Linked DNA regions of Mus musculus: regions 2, 3 and 4 are each linked to region 1. A link is a contact called in public HiChIP or PLAC-seq and promoter capture Hi-C data. All regions are on one chromosome and are shown on one strand. The core of a region is the stretch at or near the end of the contact, and the rest is flanking DNA. Distances in the headings are between cores, read along the strand shown. Region 1 holds the start of Dmap1 (DNA methyltransferase 1-associated protein 1). Region 2 overlaps Rnf220 (ring finger protein 220). Region 3 overlaps Rnf220 (ring finger protein 220). Region 4 holds the start of Slc6a9 (solute carrier family 6 (neurotransmitter transporter, glycine), member 9).

Evidence for each region. Promoter capture Hi-C pulls out the DNA fragments that hold promoters and counts their contacts. HiChIP or PLAC-seq counts read pairs in DNA pulled down with a chosen protein or histone mark. Capture Hi-C pulls out chosen DNA fragments and counts their contacts.
Region 2: a contact with region 1 is called in an H3K27ac HiChIP or PLAC-seq map of embryonic stem cells, with 5 read pairs. The contact joins the enhancer-like site here to the promoter of Dmap1 in region 1. A contact is called at or near these places in 14 of 39 promoter capture datasets (the 3T3-L1 cell line, the C10 cell line, the HPC-7 cell line and 9 more), 3 of 484 Hi-C or Micro-C datasets (the P5424 cell line and embryonic stem cells), 4 of 115 datasets of contacts at active chromatin or transcription factors (acute myeloid leukemia, embryonic limb bud, embryonic stem cells and 1 more) and 1 of 9 other capture datasets (embryonic stem cells).
Region 3: a contact with region 1 is called in a promoter capture Hi-C map of fetal liver, with 2.4 times the contacts expected there. The contact joins the enhancer-like site here to the promoter of Dmap1 in region 1. A contact is called at or near these places in 6 of 39 promoter capture datasets (the 3T3-L1 cell line, cranial neural crest, fetal liver and 3 more), 6 of 484 Hi-C or Micro-C datasets (cortical neurons, embryonic limb bud, muscle stem cells and 3 more), 7 of 115 datasets of contacts at active chromatin or transcription factors (embryonic forebrain, embryonic hindbrain, embryonic limb bud and 4 more) and 1 of 9 other capture datasets (pancreatic islet).
Region 4: a contact with region 1 is called in a promoter capture Hi-C map of adipose tissue. The contact joins the promoter of Slc6a9 here to the promoter of Dmap1 in region 1. A contact is called at or near these places in 6 of 39 promoter capture datasets (the 3T3-L1 cell line, 3T3-L1-derived adipocytes, the C10 cell line and 2 more) and 1 of 9 other capture datasets (adipose tissue).

What each region holds. Positions count from the first base shown.
Region 1 is chr4:117,680,570-117,684,108 of GRCm38.p6, reverse strand. It overlaps Dmap1 (DNA methyltransferase 1-associated protein 1), which reads left to right and starts at 1,884. Exons shown (of 11, transcript NM_023178.2): 1 at 1,884-1,895; 2 at 2,127-2,276; 3 at 2,744-2,835; 4 at 3,071-3,266. The coding sequence starts at 2,172.
Region 2 is chr4:117,427,993-117,431,531 of GRCm38.p6, reverse strand. All of the region lies in intron 2 of Rnf220 (ring finger protein 220), which reads left to right. Among named protein-coding and RNA genes, the nearest start is that of Gm12828, 13 kb to the left of the region's middle. Within about 2 kb of position 1,756, at least 18 of the 459 cell types and tissues checked have an H3K27ac peak or open chromatin away from gene starts, as enhancers often do. A contact at or near this core is called in embryonic stem cells and extraembryonic endoderm stem cells, where this site is marked.
Region 3 is chr4:117,471,718-117,475,256 of GRCm38.p6, reverse strand. All of the region lies in intron 2 of Rnf220 (ring finger protein 220), which reads left to right. Among named protein-coding and RNA genes, the nearest start is that of Gm12827, 22 kb to the left of the region's middle. Within about 2 kb of position 1,721, at least 54 of the 459 cell types and tissues checked have an H3K27ac peak or open chromatin away from gene starts, as enhancers often do. A contact at or near this core is called in fetal liver, where this site is marked.
Region 4 is chr4:117,833,746-117,837,284 of GRCm38.p6, reverse strand. Slc6a9 (solute carrier family 6 (neurotransmitter transporter, glycine), member 9) reads right to left here and starts at 2,027. Exons shown (of 14, transcript NM_008135.4): 1 at 1,808-2,027.

The DNA of each region.
Region 1 (3,539 bases), core at 635-3,134:
CAATTATCTTCATCAGACTATATTTACTAGTATACAGAATACACCCAGGAGTAGAGTTTCTGTGACAGGAAGTCTCTGTATGTTTAATTTTAGTAGACAGAATCAAACAGTGTTTCTAGGTGGTTATAATTATTTAACTACCACCAGCAATGTGTTAGATTTCTGTTACTCCACATCCTCACCAACACTTAATATTGTCTGTCATTTTTCTTTTTCTTTTCAACTTTCTTTCTTCCTTCCTTCCTCCCTTCCTCCCTTCCTTTCTCTTTCTTCCTTTATTTTATGTGAGTACACTGTTGCCCTCTTCAGACACACCAGAAGAAGGCATCAGATCCCATTACAGATGGTTGTGAGTCACCATGTGGGTGCTGCGAATTGAACTTAGAACCTCTGGAAGAGCAGTAGTGCCCTTAACCACTGAACCATTTCTCCAGCCCCTTGTCATTTTTTCTTTTAGGCCGTACTTGGAGGGGGGCAGGAGATAGCGACTACTAATATGGGAGTCAAGAGTAAATAGACTGATAGCTGTTAAAGCAGTTGAAATGACATACTCCCTTGTGAAAACAAGATAAGGGCTTCTAGTCATTCCTACATATTGACAACCTAAGTACATAGACATGTGGCGTGGTATGTGTGTGTATTACTATTGCTTCCATGAAACACCATGACCAAAAGCAAGTTGGGGAGGAAAGGGTTTATTTGGCTTATACTGCCACATTGCTATTTATCACCAAAGGAATTCAGGACAGGAATTCAAACAGGGTACGATCCTGGAGGCAGGAGCTGATGCAGAAGCTATGGAGAGGTATTGTTTACAGGCTTGCTTCTCCTGGCTTGCTCAGCCTTTTATAGAACCCAGGACTACTAGCTAAGGAATAACACCGCCCACAATGGGCTGGGCCATCCCCACTGACCACTCAATAAGAAGATGCCTTACAGCTGGATCTTAAAGGCAGTTTCTCAGTTAAGGTTTTCATCTATCAGATAACTCTAGTTTGTGTGTTGACAGTACAGTGTGTGTGTGTGTGTGTGTGTGTGTGTTGTACATTACACTGCCCCCCCCCCCAAAAAAAAAAGAGTCAAGATTCACAACTCATTTTAGGGGAATTGTAAATTAAATAAAGAAGTTAAGAGCCTGACCTGGTGGCACATTCCTGTAATCCCAGCACTTGAGAGGCAGGGGGATCGCTGTGAGTTAAGAGGCCACCCTGGGTGGTGGGGAAAGAAAAGGGATAGGAAGGAGGAGGCAGAGAGGGAGGGAGGGAGGGAGGGAGGAAGGGAGAGAGAGAGAGAGAGAGAGAGAGAGAGAGAGAGAGAGAGAGAGAGAGAGAGAGAGAGAGCTTCTATTTTACTCTCTTGGCAGCTGGAGAAGCTAGTTTAGCTCTGCTTTGAAAGTTTAGCACAATGGCAATGCCTGGTAATATAGAGAGGCACTGAATGAGCAGAGGCAATTACTATCATTAATCCAGTTAATTAAGAAAAAAAATAATGTTCCAGGCACTGTGCCATTGTTTTACATGGGTTATTGGTATTTCACTTAAGCAGGAGCTGTTACAATTTTCATTTTGTAAACAAATTAAGTGTTTTGAAATAGGTTTTGAGAAAATAAGTGACTTTTCAATGTCACAGAGTTCTCTTCAGGTTTTCTTTTCATTGCCCGGGACACAATGTAGAGAAATAGAAGGTAAATGTCAAAAGCAAGCCCCGCATCGCCTCGCGCGGATTCCTGGGAGCACAGCAGGAATTCCAGGCGAGCGACTCAGCCTGCCCGGTAGCTTGCACACTGGGTTGCTAGCCGGCTCCTGTTTGTCTAAGCACCGACCGGAAGTGTTTCTAAGGGTTGCGTTTCTACGACGCACAGCCGGAAGTTCCTATCCGTGGGTCTTCAGAGAGAGGTAATTTGAGGAGTGGGCTACAGCTGGGGGGACTCAGGTGTGGCTCCCCGGGGATGGCGAGGCAGGGAGGACAGTGTGACCGTAAGGGACACCTGCGCGGGGAGGCGGAGAACGAGGCAGCACCCAAACCTGGTGTGGACCATTCTGGCGCTGGCCTCTTCACCCTGCCCCCACTTGGAGCGGGAGTTGCAGGGACACCGCCCCCTTAACGGTAGCACAGTCTTTCTGCAGGTACCGACCCTTGACGTCGGGGTACTACCTCATCCCTCGGGCGTGATGGCTACGGGCGCAGATGTACGAGACATTCTAGAACTCGGGGGTCCAGAGGGAGATGCCGCCTCTGGGACCATCAGCAAAAAGGATATTATCAACCCGGACAAGGTAGCAGGGGCATTTGAGCGGGCTGAAGTGTGGGTGAAGGTGTTGGCGAAGGGATGGGAAGGGGTGTTACCAGAAGAGAGATGGTGGAAGTGATAATAAAAGGAGAGCTACAATGGAACAAGAGCATGCCACCCTTAATGTAACGAAGAGGGGACACTGGGAGGTGGGGACCAAGAGAGCGGGGAAACCGCCAACGGACGAGAGGACCGAGGGAACCTGACACTTGTAAGTTGTTGGGAAGAGAGAGCAAGACATTGTGACAGTCTTGAGGTGAGGGAAGGACTTTCTTCCCTGATAACTCAGACGCGAGCGGGGAGAGGAAACCTGTGCAGACGGTGTAGAGACGCTCCCATGAGTGGGTTCCCGGGACTTTAGTTCAGCATTTGTTTGTTCAGGTTGGGCTGGGTAAAAACTTCAAGGAAGGGTGGGTCTGGGCCATCATTTTTTCCCTGTGGTTTTCTTCCCAGAAAAAGTCCAAGAAGTCCTCAGAGACGCTGACCTTCAAGAGGCCTGAGGGCATGCATCGGGAGGTCTATGCTTTGCTTTACTCTGACAAAAAGCAAGTATTGGAATCCCAAGTCCTCCGTGTTTCCCCTAGCTCACCAGGCATAGCCCTATGTCCCTATTTTCTCTTCTACTTTCCCCCACGCCAGTATCCCCAACTAGGGCTCCTCCTGCAGGACAGCTCAGTGTCTTGCTCCAGGACATGACTTCCTTATTCTGGGGTAGACTGAGCTTCATGGCTTTAGAGGTTCTTCACACACCTGCTTCTAACCTTTCACCTCCACTGCCAGGGATGCACCCCCACTGCTGCCCAGTGACACTGGTCAGGGGTATCGGACAGTGAAGGCGAAACTGGGGTCCAAGAAGGTTCGCCCTTGGAAATGGATGCCTTTTACTAACCCAGCTCGAAAGGACGGCGCTATGTTTTTCCACTGGCGACGAGCGGCGGAGGAGGGCAAGGACTACCCTTTTGCCAGGTTCAATAAGGTGAGCTGCTAACAGAGCAAAGCTGAGCCACTTGCTGAGTTCTCCAGTCTCCCAGGGCTGGCTCCAGATGTGCTCAGTCCCAGCCTCAGTTACCCACTCGGTTCTAGGTCAAGTGCTGCTTGTGGGTTTCTTCTGCCTGTTGCATTCCGCCCTTTTCTGGATCTCCTGTGGGTTTTAGTGGCTTCCCTTGGCCCTTCAAGTACTGCTGCTCCTCACAACTGCATCCTAGGTGCAGCTTCCTGCTTCTCCATGCTTCTTCATTGTTCTTCTTTA
Region 2 (3,539 bases), core at 507-3,006, 250 kb after region 1:
GCCCAGACTTTGGGTGTGACTTGGTAAAAAAAGGAACGTGGGTCCCTCCTAAAGCTGAGTCCAGTGGGGAAAACAAACAAGACAACAAATAGCATTTGTCTTTACAAACAGAGATGGATGCTATGGAATGGATAGCCCTGCTATATAAAACAATGCAGCATCTATCAAGGGTGGTCTCTGAAGAAATACATTTAAATTAAAATCAGAGATTAAGGCTTGCAATGCACAAGGCTGTGCTGAAAAAGAAGGGTCAGGCTGCTTTAGCACTCCGGAGTCAGTGAAGTGCTCACTGCATTGGAAGGATGAAAAGGAACCAGCCAGCTCATGCTATGGAACAACATACTGCTGCAGAAATCTCAGGGGCATATCAACCACAGTGGCACCTCTTTTCTTATGCACCGGTAGGCAGACTGATCCAAGCTGAGCTGGGCTGGGCATCTCTCTCTCTGCATCTGGTATTTGGCTAGGCTTGAGTCCAGTCTATGCATGCACATTCTGCAGCTTGGGCTGAAAAGACAGTGATTACTTTAATGCAGGAGAGCTAGCCACAGGAAGTATATTTCAAGACCATGCTTAAGTTGCTTTTGCTAATCCACCTTGACCAAAACAATCATAGAGTTGGTTAGGCACATACTACCAAACCCAGCTTCCTCCTCCTCTTCCTCCTTCTCCTCCTCCTCCTCCTCCTCCTCTTCTTCTTCCTTCTCTTCTTCCGCTTCCTCCTCCTTCTCCTCTTCTTTCTTCTTTTCCTCTTCTTCTTCTGCCTCTTCCTCCTCCTCTCATAAAATGGGTTCTGGGACTGAAACTCAAGTCTTTGCATTTTCATGGCAAGCATTTTACTGACTGAAGTATCTTCCTAGACTCAAAAAGAACTTTTTAAGATAGGAAGGAAGGAAGAAAAGAGAGAGAGACAGAAAGAAAGAAAGAAAGAAAGAAAGAAAGAAAGAAAGAAAGAAAGAAAGAAAGAAAGAAGGAAGGAAGGAAGGAAGAAGAGGTGGGAAGCAGAGCACTTGTGGACATCTCCTCAAGAGGAAGAACGTCATTTTATTAGTTGACATAAGAGAAGAGAAGATGGGAAAGAGACAGGGATAACACATCCTGGATGTCTACTGTGTGCCAAGTATTGTCCTAAGGGCTCCACACTTGAGCCCTGTGACTTTGGTTTTATTTCATCCCCACTTTACAGGTGAGAAAACAGAAGCTTCCAGAGGCTGAATAGCCTTCCTAGAGGCTTTCTCAACTAGAAATATAAAAACTGGAGACTTGAACCCAGTCAGTCTGACCCTCAACCCATATGCTTAATGTCTACCTAAAACTGGCCCCGTTCATTTTCCATAGGGAAGTTAATTCTCAAAAATCTACCGGCTAGGACTGTGAGCACAGTGCGTGCAGAGCAAGGCGAGAGTGATCTCAGTCCTTCTCAAGCGAGCAGGGAGCACAGCTGTAAAGATGGAGGGAGGATGGAGAACCGAGACTGACTGTTCAGTACTGGGGATTTTTCAGCGTATTTGCATATTCCTTCTCCCCGGGAGTTGTGAAGAGCTTACGTGGGGCTAGAAATCTTTCTCCAGAAAGGAAAGAACCTATTTTCTGCTTATCGTGAGGTATTTGAGTTTTAGGGAGATGAGATTCTTCATGTTTGCCCTTGAGCATAGCCTGCAGCTAAGGCGAGCACCACATTAATATAGACCCTTGAAGGATCTGGTTCTGTCTGCCCGAGGCTGGCTGGCTTTGCCTGCTCTTTGTGAAGGGGCCAGGGGTGCTGAACGGGAGCATGGGGTGGGGCTACCGCTAGACTGAGTGCTATTTTAGAAGCATCTTAACAGAGGAGAGGCAGGGGTATTGTGCTTAGAAATACCTAGTTTATAATCGGTACAGTGTCCTTGCTATAGCCTATACAGTGCCCTTGTCCGTAACTGTACAATACGCTCGTTTGTAACTGTACAGTGCTACAATCAGCAGATACTCCTGACCCTGAGCTGGCTGAAGGGGTTCAGGGATGTGGGAGGCTCTTCTGGACTTAGAGAATTTCAGAGCTAGTGGACAACCTTACTTCCAACCCCAAAAAGGCATTCAGGGAAGATATGTGAGAACCCAGAGTGGCAGGGTTAGAGAATGGGGTGGATCTGAGATGGCTGAAGAGTGTGAACAGAGGGGCTGTCACATCTATCTTGGGGTTTTACGTTGCTTTCTCAAGCTCATTTGTTTTGTTTGAATCAAACAATCAAGCAGCCATGGCCTTCTCCTTATTACCTTTCTAGCTGTGAAACTTCTGAAAGCCTTGCAGAGTGACGCTTGTCAAGTCTACATGTGAATGTCATTTCCAGGAGTCAGGCCCACAGCTAGCCTTGGCTCTCCTGACTCTCTTATGCTCTTGATCCTATGCAGACAGTAGAAGAACTCTGAACAATAGCCCCTGCTTCCCAGCTCCAGGCTCTGTTGGCCTCTGTCCATGTCCTTCACGAGCTGTAGGGCCTCCTGAGAAAGGCGTTGGTCCTCCCACGCTCAGGGTTTAGTTATCCACCAGTGGGGACTTATTAGTATGTCAAGCGAATTGTGTTTGTATGTCAGCCTCAACGTGGTGACTTTGAACTTCAGGTTTACCTATCCTCTAGAGTTTGGGATATTTTGCTGGATATAATAGCCAGCGTGTGAAAGAAAAGAGAATCTTGAAGGGTCCTTTTTGTGGACCCTAGCAAAATGGGCGCCATCACCTCTATCCACAGTCCAGTAACCAGAATTCACCCCTGTCTATCTCAGCAAGAAAGTGTGGGAGGTTCAGTCCAGCCACGTGAGGAGGAAAAGGAGGCAGGTTTTACTGAGCATGTAACAGATCCTGCACACAGTAGATGAGCGTAGTTGAGAGGGTGGACCACAGTGCTCCAGGGATACAGTCTCCAAGTATCAAAATCTAGCCTTCCTACCTAGGGTCTAAGTGTGATGGTTGAGATGTGCCCTGCCCACCCTGGGAGAAGGAGTCTCCATGAGTGGACAGCCAGCAGAACAGGTGCAGACCGTGTCTAGGGAAAGGCTCTTTGACCATGGCTGCCGAGGAGCCACTCAGATGGTGGACTCTCTTCGAGCCTTTCTCAACTTGGGGAAGCAGGAGTGCTCTAAGGCACTTGAAGGATCTAGAATACGTCATTTTGTTCTGCCATCCTTTGGAGAATTAAGAAAACAGTTGCTTGGGTAATGACTCTGCTAGTGTGGTCAGAGGTGAGAGATGCTTCTAAAGAGATAAAGTGCATATCTGAGGAAAAACCTCTTATGTTTTCTCCTTGCCCCACCCCCACCCCCAAGGAAAACAACTGATGTCACGAGAAATTCCTTTCTGATAACAAAAACAAATGGGAGGGCCTGAGGGACTGCTCCCACAGACAGACAGGTTGGTGGCTTAAGAATGAGAAAATGGTCACTTCTGCTCAGAATTCTGGCTTAGGTATCAGGTAGAATTTTTCCAGCATCATTTTGAATCAAGAGAGACGCCAAAATGACTTCAGTAAAATGTTCTAGTGGGAGAAATGTAAAGAAAACAAAAA
Region 3 (3,539 bases), core at 472-2,971, 210 kb after region 1:
GGCTGCAGCTGCAGTGCTTTGATGTGTCCGCCTTTGTACTTGAAGCGATTTTAAGGGTCTTTGATAGGGCGGTATTCCTCACATTCCGCAGGTTTGACCCGTTCACAGCCCTTGTCATCCTTACTATGTTGTGTTAGACACCGTGTCTTATTTGTATCTATTTCCAGTACTACTGCACAGCCTGAAGATGATTAGTTATGATCTAAATAGAAAAGCTTGTCAAACAGACCCCGGGATTGGGGTTGCGGGTGGCGGTTTAGGGTCTGCTCACATCTTATGTAGCGCTGTGAAGTCTGCCTCTGAGCCTTTGGCAAGGCTGCAGCTATAAGAGCCAGTTCTGAACTGTGGAAGATGTGCCTGCCTTTCCTGGATCCTTAGTCCTCAGGATGAAAGGGACCAACAGAGCTGTTATAAGTGTTAAATGAGTTAATATAAAATAAACACAGACTCATAGGAACAATATTTAGCATCAAATACATCTGCAGTAAGTGTTAGCTCCAGTTGATACTAAAAACTTGGGCAGGTTTGAAGTATCTTGAGCTGCACCCCACTCCACCCCCTACACACACACACACACACACACACACACACACACTCACACTCACACTCACACTCACACACACACCTTTGCTCTTCATCTCCTTACAGGATTAGGAAATGGCAGTGTGGATGTGGGCTATGTAGCTCAGACTGGCCTCACACTCTCTGTGTAGCCAAGGATGACCCTGAATTCCCAGTCATCTTGTCTCCACCTTCCAAATGCTGTTTTTAAGGCATGTACCACCACACCCGGCTCATGTCTTTGTCTTTAGATAGATGGAAGAAGTCCCAGGTGATGCTAAGGAGCCAATGTGCATCAAGTTGTTTCTCCTTCCTGGCTCCAGTCATATGAGGACTAAGGCAAGGATGATTTCACCAAGGAATCTCTTTGAACTTCCCAAAAGTCATCCAGTGGGGATAACTAGAATTCTACACTCACCTCCCAACTAGGGAAGGACAGTAAGCCTCTTAAATTAGTTTGGTTGTCTGCCTTTGCCTGACCAGCCAGCCACTCAGAGAGCCAGCAACTGGGAGTCTCTTTGGGAGAAGAAAGTGTCAAATACCTAGACTTGCTGGGGGTGTGGCTAGGGTAGGGGTGGACCTAGCTGGGGGTGGAGTTAGGGTGGGGTGGAGCTAGAACTGAGCTGTCCCAGGTTGTTTTTTGTTTTTTGTTTTTTGTTTTTTGTTTTTTTATTCACTTTCTAATTCCTGCTCTTACACAAAGCTTGAGGCTGTTTCCCTCATTGCTCTAAGAGATGCATTGCTTTTATTCTGTCCAGATTTCATCCCGTTGGTACAGTCTAGAAATATTCCCCCAACTCTCTATAGGAAGACTCAGTAGGAGTACTCATTCTGGCAATTGGCTGTCTTCCAGCACCAACCTCACCCTGTCCCCTTCAGTTACCCTAGATGCACCGAGGTTCCCCAATTGGTCTCCCTCTCTCTGATTTTGTGCCCTTGTGCTCTTCCTAAGTAGCGGGCCATAGTATCACTTTCTTTAGCAGCGTTCTAACTTCTAAGAGGCTTACTAGGCAATGCGATTGCGGGACCTTTGACTCTCCCTGAGCCTTAGCCCTAAGTGGTTTATTCTATTAAGCTGATTCTTGGAGGTGGATAGCGCTTTGCTGGATAAGAAGTTGGGGTTGGAGGGAAGTGGCAGTTAGAATAGGAAGCGGTCACTCCCTTTTCTGCTACACCCCACCCTCCAGCCTAACCCTGCCCCAGTGAGTCTGTTCAAAGCTGTAGGAAGGAGGGAACGGAGATGAAACTAAGCCAGCGAGCTAGAAGTTGGTCCATGTCCCACTCACCCCACCCCGTCCACCACACTGCCTCTCATTCCTCGCTTCTACCTTTCCTGGCTGTTCGTTCCTCGTCTTCAGTCTTACCACTTCTGGGGTTTTCTTTCCACCCCTCCTCCTGCCTCCACTGCAACTCAGAATTTGGAGCCAAGCGTGAAGGAGTAAGGCATAAAAATCACGAACTATTGAGTCAAAGAGATGAGCCCTATCCAGTTATGGAAAGTAGAGAAAAAAATTAACAGAGGCTAGCTCGACAAAGACAGGAACGCAGAGTTTTCCTTGATGTTTCTCCTGTTCCGTGTAGGTGCACGCTGCCCTCTGACAGTCCTATCCACATAAAGGATTTTCCAGGTCCTCTTTTATTGTGCTTGTGGTTCCAGGAGACAGCAGGTTTGGAGAGTAGCGGCCTGGCTCCTGTCTGGTTGTCAATTGGTGTGCGAGCTGCTGAGAAACTGAGAGGATTTTGTGAGCAGGAAAACAGAAGCTGTGGAGGAAGTGAGGGAGGTAATCAGGCCCGTGAGGATAGGAAGAACACAGGATGTTCTTCAACCAGAATGGAGGAGGAGGGAACCCAGAGAGACCAGAGGGCTAAAGAGAGGAGAGGGAACTCAAAGCTGGGGGTGGGAAGAAGACAGCTGGAAGAATTCCTGGGAATCCCGAATGGCATGTGATAGCATGTTCCTCTCCATGAAGGTCTGCGGAAACAGGGACTTCACACGCGTGGTGAGAGGGTAAAGAAGTGGGTTTTCTGTTTTATTTTGTTTTTGTTCTCCAGTCCATGGATGGATTGCACATTCATCTGGTCAAGTGCGTGAAGGTGAAGGTTCTTATAGCGTTGTTTAGGGTGGGGGAGGGGAAGAAATTCATTCTGATACATACATATAATACTGGTATAGAAAACAAAGTTAGGACCCTAAGTATTTCTATATACCACAAGGTAGAGAGGGAAATTTTTCCTCTGTGAAACAAGGTAGTGAACTGAGATAGCTCAGTGGATAAATGTCCATGCCTCTAAGCTGGATCGCCTCGGTTTGATCCCTTAAGACCTATGTGGTAGGCAGAGAGAACTGTTTCTCGTAAGTTGTTATATTACCACCTCTATATGCTGTGTTGCACATATACCTCCACCCCAGAATGAACAAAGAATGTAACAGACACTGGAGGAATGGCTCAGCAAGCAAGAGCACTTGCTGCTCTTCAAAAGGACCTGGGTTTAGTTCCCAGCACCCTCATGGCAGTTCACAATCCCCTGTCCCTCCAGTCCCAGGGGATCCAATGTCCTCTTCTGGCCTCTTTGGCATCAGACACACATGTAACACACACATACATGCAGGCAAAACACTCACGAAATAAGAATAAATAAATCTTTCAGAAAGAAATGTAATAAAACATTTTAAGGATTACTTATATAGAAAAAATGCATGTTTATCTGTATGCATATAAAACATTCAGAACGATGTGGGGTGTGTGTGTGTGTGTGTGTGTGTGTGTGTGTGTGTGTGGTTTCCTCTGGAAAACTGGAAATACTAGGATAAGAAGACAGGACAAGCACTGCTCTATGCACCTGTGAGTAGTGACTTAAGAGATAGTACAGCGGGTGAGGTGGTGGTACACGCCTTTAATGCCAGCACTCAGGAGGCAGAGGCAGGTGGATTTCTGAGTTCGAGGCCAGCCTGGTCTATAGAGTGAGTTCTATAACAG
Region 4 (3,539 bases), core at 778-3,277, 150 kb before region 1:
TGCAAGATGCTGGCTTCTGTCCACCCCCTCTGTCTGGAGAGGTCTGCCAGGGCAGACGTGTGGTTCTTCTATATCCTGAGAACTATACTACTGTAGTCCCGCTGAACATAAGGAGGAAGGGAGCGTTTTCTCTGAAGTCTTTGAAACACTTGGGCACGCTCAATGTTCTCCGCTAGTCCCTAACCAATCCTATCACCCGCTCTCTAACCTTTTGCCTCTCTGGAGATGTCTTTATCTTAGGTGTTCTTTTTGCCCATTCCTTGCCCTCTATCCTTTATCTTTCTAACAGTCATAGCCTCAGACTTGCTTCATTTAAAAAATAGAACAGAAACCAGTCAGTGGTGGCACACACCTTTAGACCCAGCTCTTGGGAGGCAGAGGCAGGCAGATCTCTGAATTCAAGGCCAGCCTGGTGTATAGAGCAAGTTTCAGGATAGCCAGGGCTACGCAGAGAAATTCTGTCTCAAAATACAAAACCAAAAAACAAGAAAAAAAGGAAAAAAAGTAGAACAGGCTTTGTGAGGGAGCTATCATAGAGTGCTAGGTGGGTACGCGGCTCCTTTAAGAGTGACTAGCGAGGGGCGTGGCCTATGGAAAACAGACCCGAGAGGGGGTGCGGCCCCTTTAAGTAGCTGCCCGGCCGGACTTGAAGGCCCGGGACGGGCTGGCAGTGTGGGGCGCGGTCACTTTTGGAGTCATGGCACCGCCCGGAGTGCCCACTTCCTCGAAACGAGACCGGTTCGCTTTAATCAGTGTGCAAGGTGTGTTGGGGGGCGGGCGTTACATCAGCCACCACGTGTGCGCCTCTCAGCTGGCGTGGAGGATGCCGCCCCGCCCCCCGCGGTGGAAAAGTACCCGGGTGCCGAGGTCTCCGCCCCCTTGCCCCGCCCCCGCCCGTCCTCGGCCCCTCCCGGGTCTGCGGGCAAGCCCCCTCCCGGCTCGCTGGCCTCAGCTCCGGCCCGTGTGTGGCTGCCTGCTGCGGGGTACAGGCTGGGAGCAGGCGCTCGGGAGCTGCGGGAAACCAGGCCTCACCTGTGGCCGCCCGCACTCGCCGCAAGCATGCCCAGAAGGAAGGCTAGAGTGAAGGCTCGAGTGGCAGGGCGTGGATTTTTTCCCCCCAGAGTAGCAGTCCCCCAAAACCACTCTCCGCCCCGCAATCCCTTCTCAACGCTGCAGCCACGCGAGCCGCGGACAAAAGAGAACCGGAGGGCGCTGGGGTTCTTCCTCGCTGCTTCCCAGGAACCGCGGGCGCGCGGGAACCGGCACCCGGCGGGCGAGTGGGCGGGCAGATTAGGAAGGCCGCCGGCTGCGGCGCCCAGATAGATAGCCAGCACGGCTGGGAGAGGAGGTGGGGCGAGAGGCTGCACGCGGGGCACAGACCCCGCTGCCGGCTCCCGGCCGCGGCAGACCCACTGGCGCCCCAGAAAGACCGAAGACGCTCTTCGGTTCCGGCGCTGCGCGCACAGCCCCGTACCAACCACCTCCGACCGAGCCGGCGTCGGCACGCAACGCACCCCCTCCATTCCGAAATCACCCTCCCTCCCGTCTGCTTTAGTTCCTTGGTGACAACGATGACACACAGACACACGCACCTACCCAGACCTTCGCGGCGAGACAGACATCCCAGTGCGAGCACTCACACTCTTAGCCACAGATACCCGCAAGCAAACGCTATCTCATCCACGCACCACACACACATCCATACACATCCTGGGGCTCAGCCTCCCAGAGTCACAGAAACGCCCAGAACGACGGCTGGACAGACCTAGGCTCGGGCCGCAAAGCCCCCTTCCCCCAGCTCTCTTACCATACTGCTGCCCCCGGCCCAGGCGTGCTGGGTCCGCACCGCGGTGCGCCCAGGTGGCTTTCTTAAAGGGAAAGTTGCATCAGCCTCCCGAGGCTCTCTGCAGCCGCCAGTCCTCCCGCCCCGCCGCGTTGCCTGCCGCTCCTCCAGAGCTTGTTGTGTTTTGGTTTCGGGGAGGCGGGGGCTAAGAGTTTGGTGAAAGTTTGGAGAGTGAAGAAGGCTTGAGAAACCTAGCCAAGTCCCTCCCCTCCCTGAGCGGCTCCCCTGGCCGCCCTCCCCCGCCCTGGTCCCATCTCCTCCCTCCCGCGTGCCGACTACTCAGACTCCTCCTACCAGGGAATAAGATTACAAGTGGCTCTAGTTTTCTGATGATTGATCCTCACGAACCCCTGGGAGTGGGGCTCGGCAAAGGAGTCCCCTTCTCCTTCGCCTCTCTGCCCTTCAGTTGGGACACTTGGAGGAAGCAGATGTCCTCCCCTTCGGGCTAGGCTTGGAACGAAGCCAAAAGGCCTGGGGCGCTTTGGGGGGCTGGGGCTGCAGTTAGCCCGCCAGGCCCCTGGCCTTCTGCGCCTGCGTTCCCCCTAGAGAGACGTCAAGAGCAAATTCCGTTCCCTTTGCAGTAGCGCCGCTAGAGACTGTGGGCACAGCTGAGTAAAGCCTGGGGCCCACTCCTTGGAATTGCAAGGCTGGGGAGCCCTTTCTCCCCGAATTCTCCACCACTGATTTGATCAGCCCTACCTGGTTAGTTGTGCCACAGAGCCTACCTACTTCAGGTGCCTGGATTGCAGTATCTGCCAAAAGATGCTTTGTTGAGCCTCAGTTTCCTCCTCTGCAAAATGGAGAGAATGACTTAAGGAAATGCATACCCACGTGAAACTCATTGCTCCAGATTGGCAGTGGTGCCTAGCAAATGGAACAGGCTGCCACATTTGCTTACCTTGAGCAAGCTGCCAACCCTCTATCAAACCAGACAATACTGATTGCCAGAGGACTGCTGTTGCTTCGCAGGTGCTCTGCAAAAGGCCCTGGTCTGGAGAGGCAGGCTCCGGATTCCACTCTGTGCCCCGAGTTCTCACCATTTTCCGGCCAGGAAACTTGCTTGTTTATTGACATCCAGTCTCCAAAGAGCAGGCGCATCCATGTCAAAGCCGCGCACAAGATCAACTGGTGTGAGAAGCCACCTTATTAATTTATAATCACTGAAAAAGACAGCAGCCAGCACACTCCCTTCAGTTGGGCCTCTCTCTACCCCACGGCTCAACCACAGCCCTTTCCCAGAACTACCTTCTTATATACTGCTTTCTGCTGTCATGGAACTCACAATCTGTTCATTCTCGAGATTTGGTCAGATCTAGGAAGGCACTTATGTCCCTTTTGAGTTTGCCCGTGAACACAGCAGTTATAAGCCTGCTTGGGGTTTATAGTCTCCCACGAACTAATTACCAGAGTTTTGTATAGAGTAGAGAGGGGACACACACGCAGATCTACCTAAGCAATCTGTTGTGCCTGTGGGCTTTTTTTTTGGGGGGGGGGATTTGAGACAGGGTTTCTCTGTATAGTCCCGGTGGCTGTCCCGGAACTAACTTTGTAGACCAGGCTGGCCTTGCACTCAGAAATCCGCCTGCCTCTGCCTCCAAGGGCTGGGATTAAAGGCGTGCACCACCACCACCTGTGGCCTTTAACTTTGCTTATGTAGAAGTTTCTGGGAGTCTAACTGTGGGTCCTGCAGCAGGCT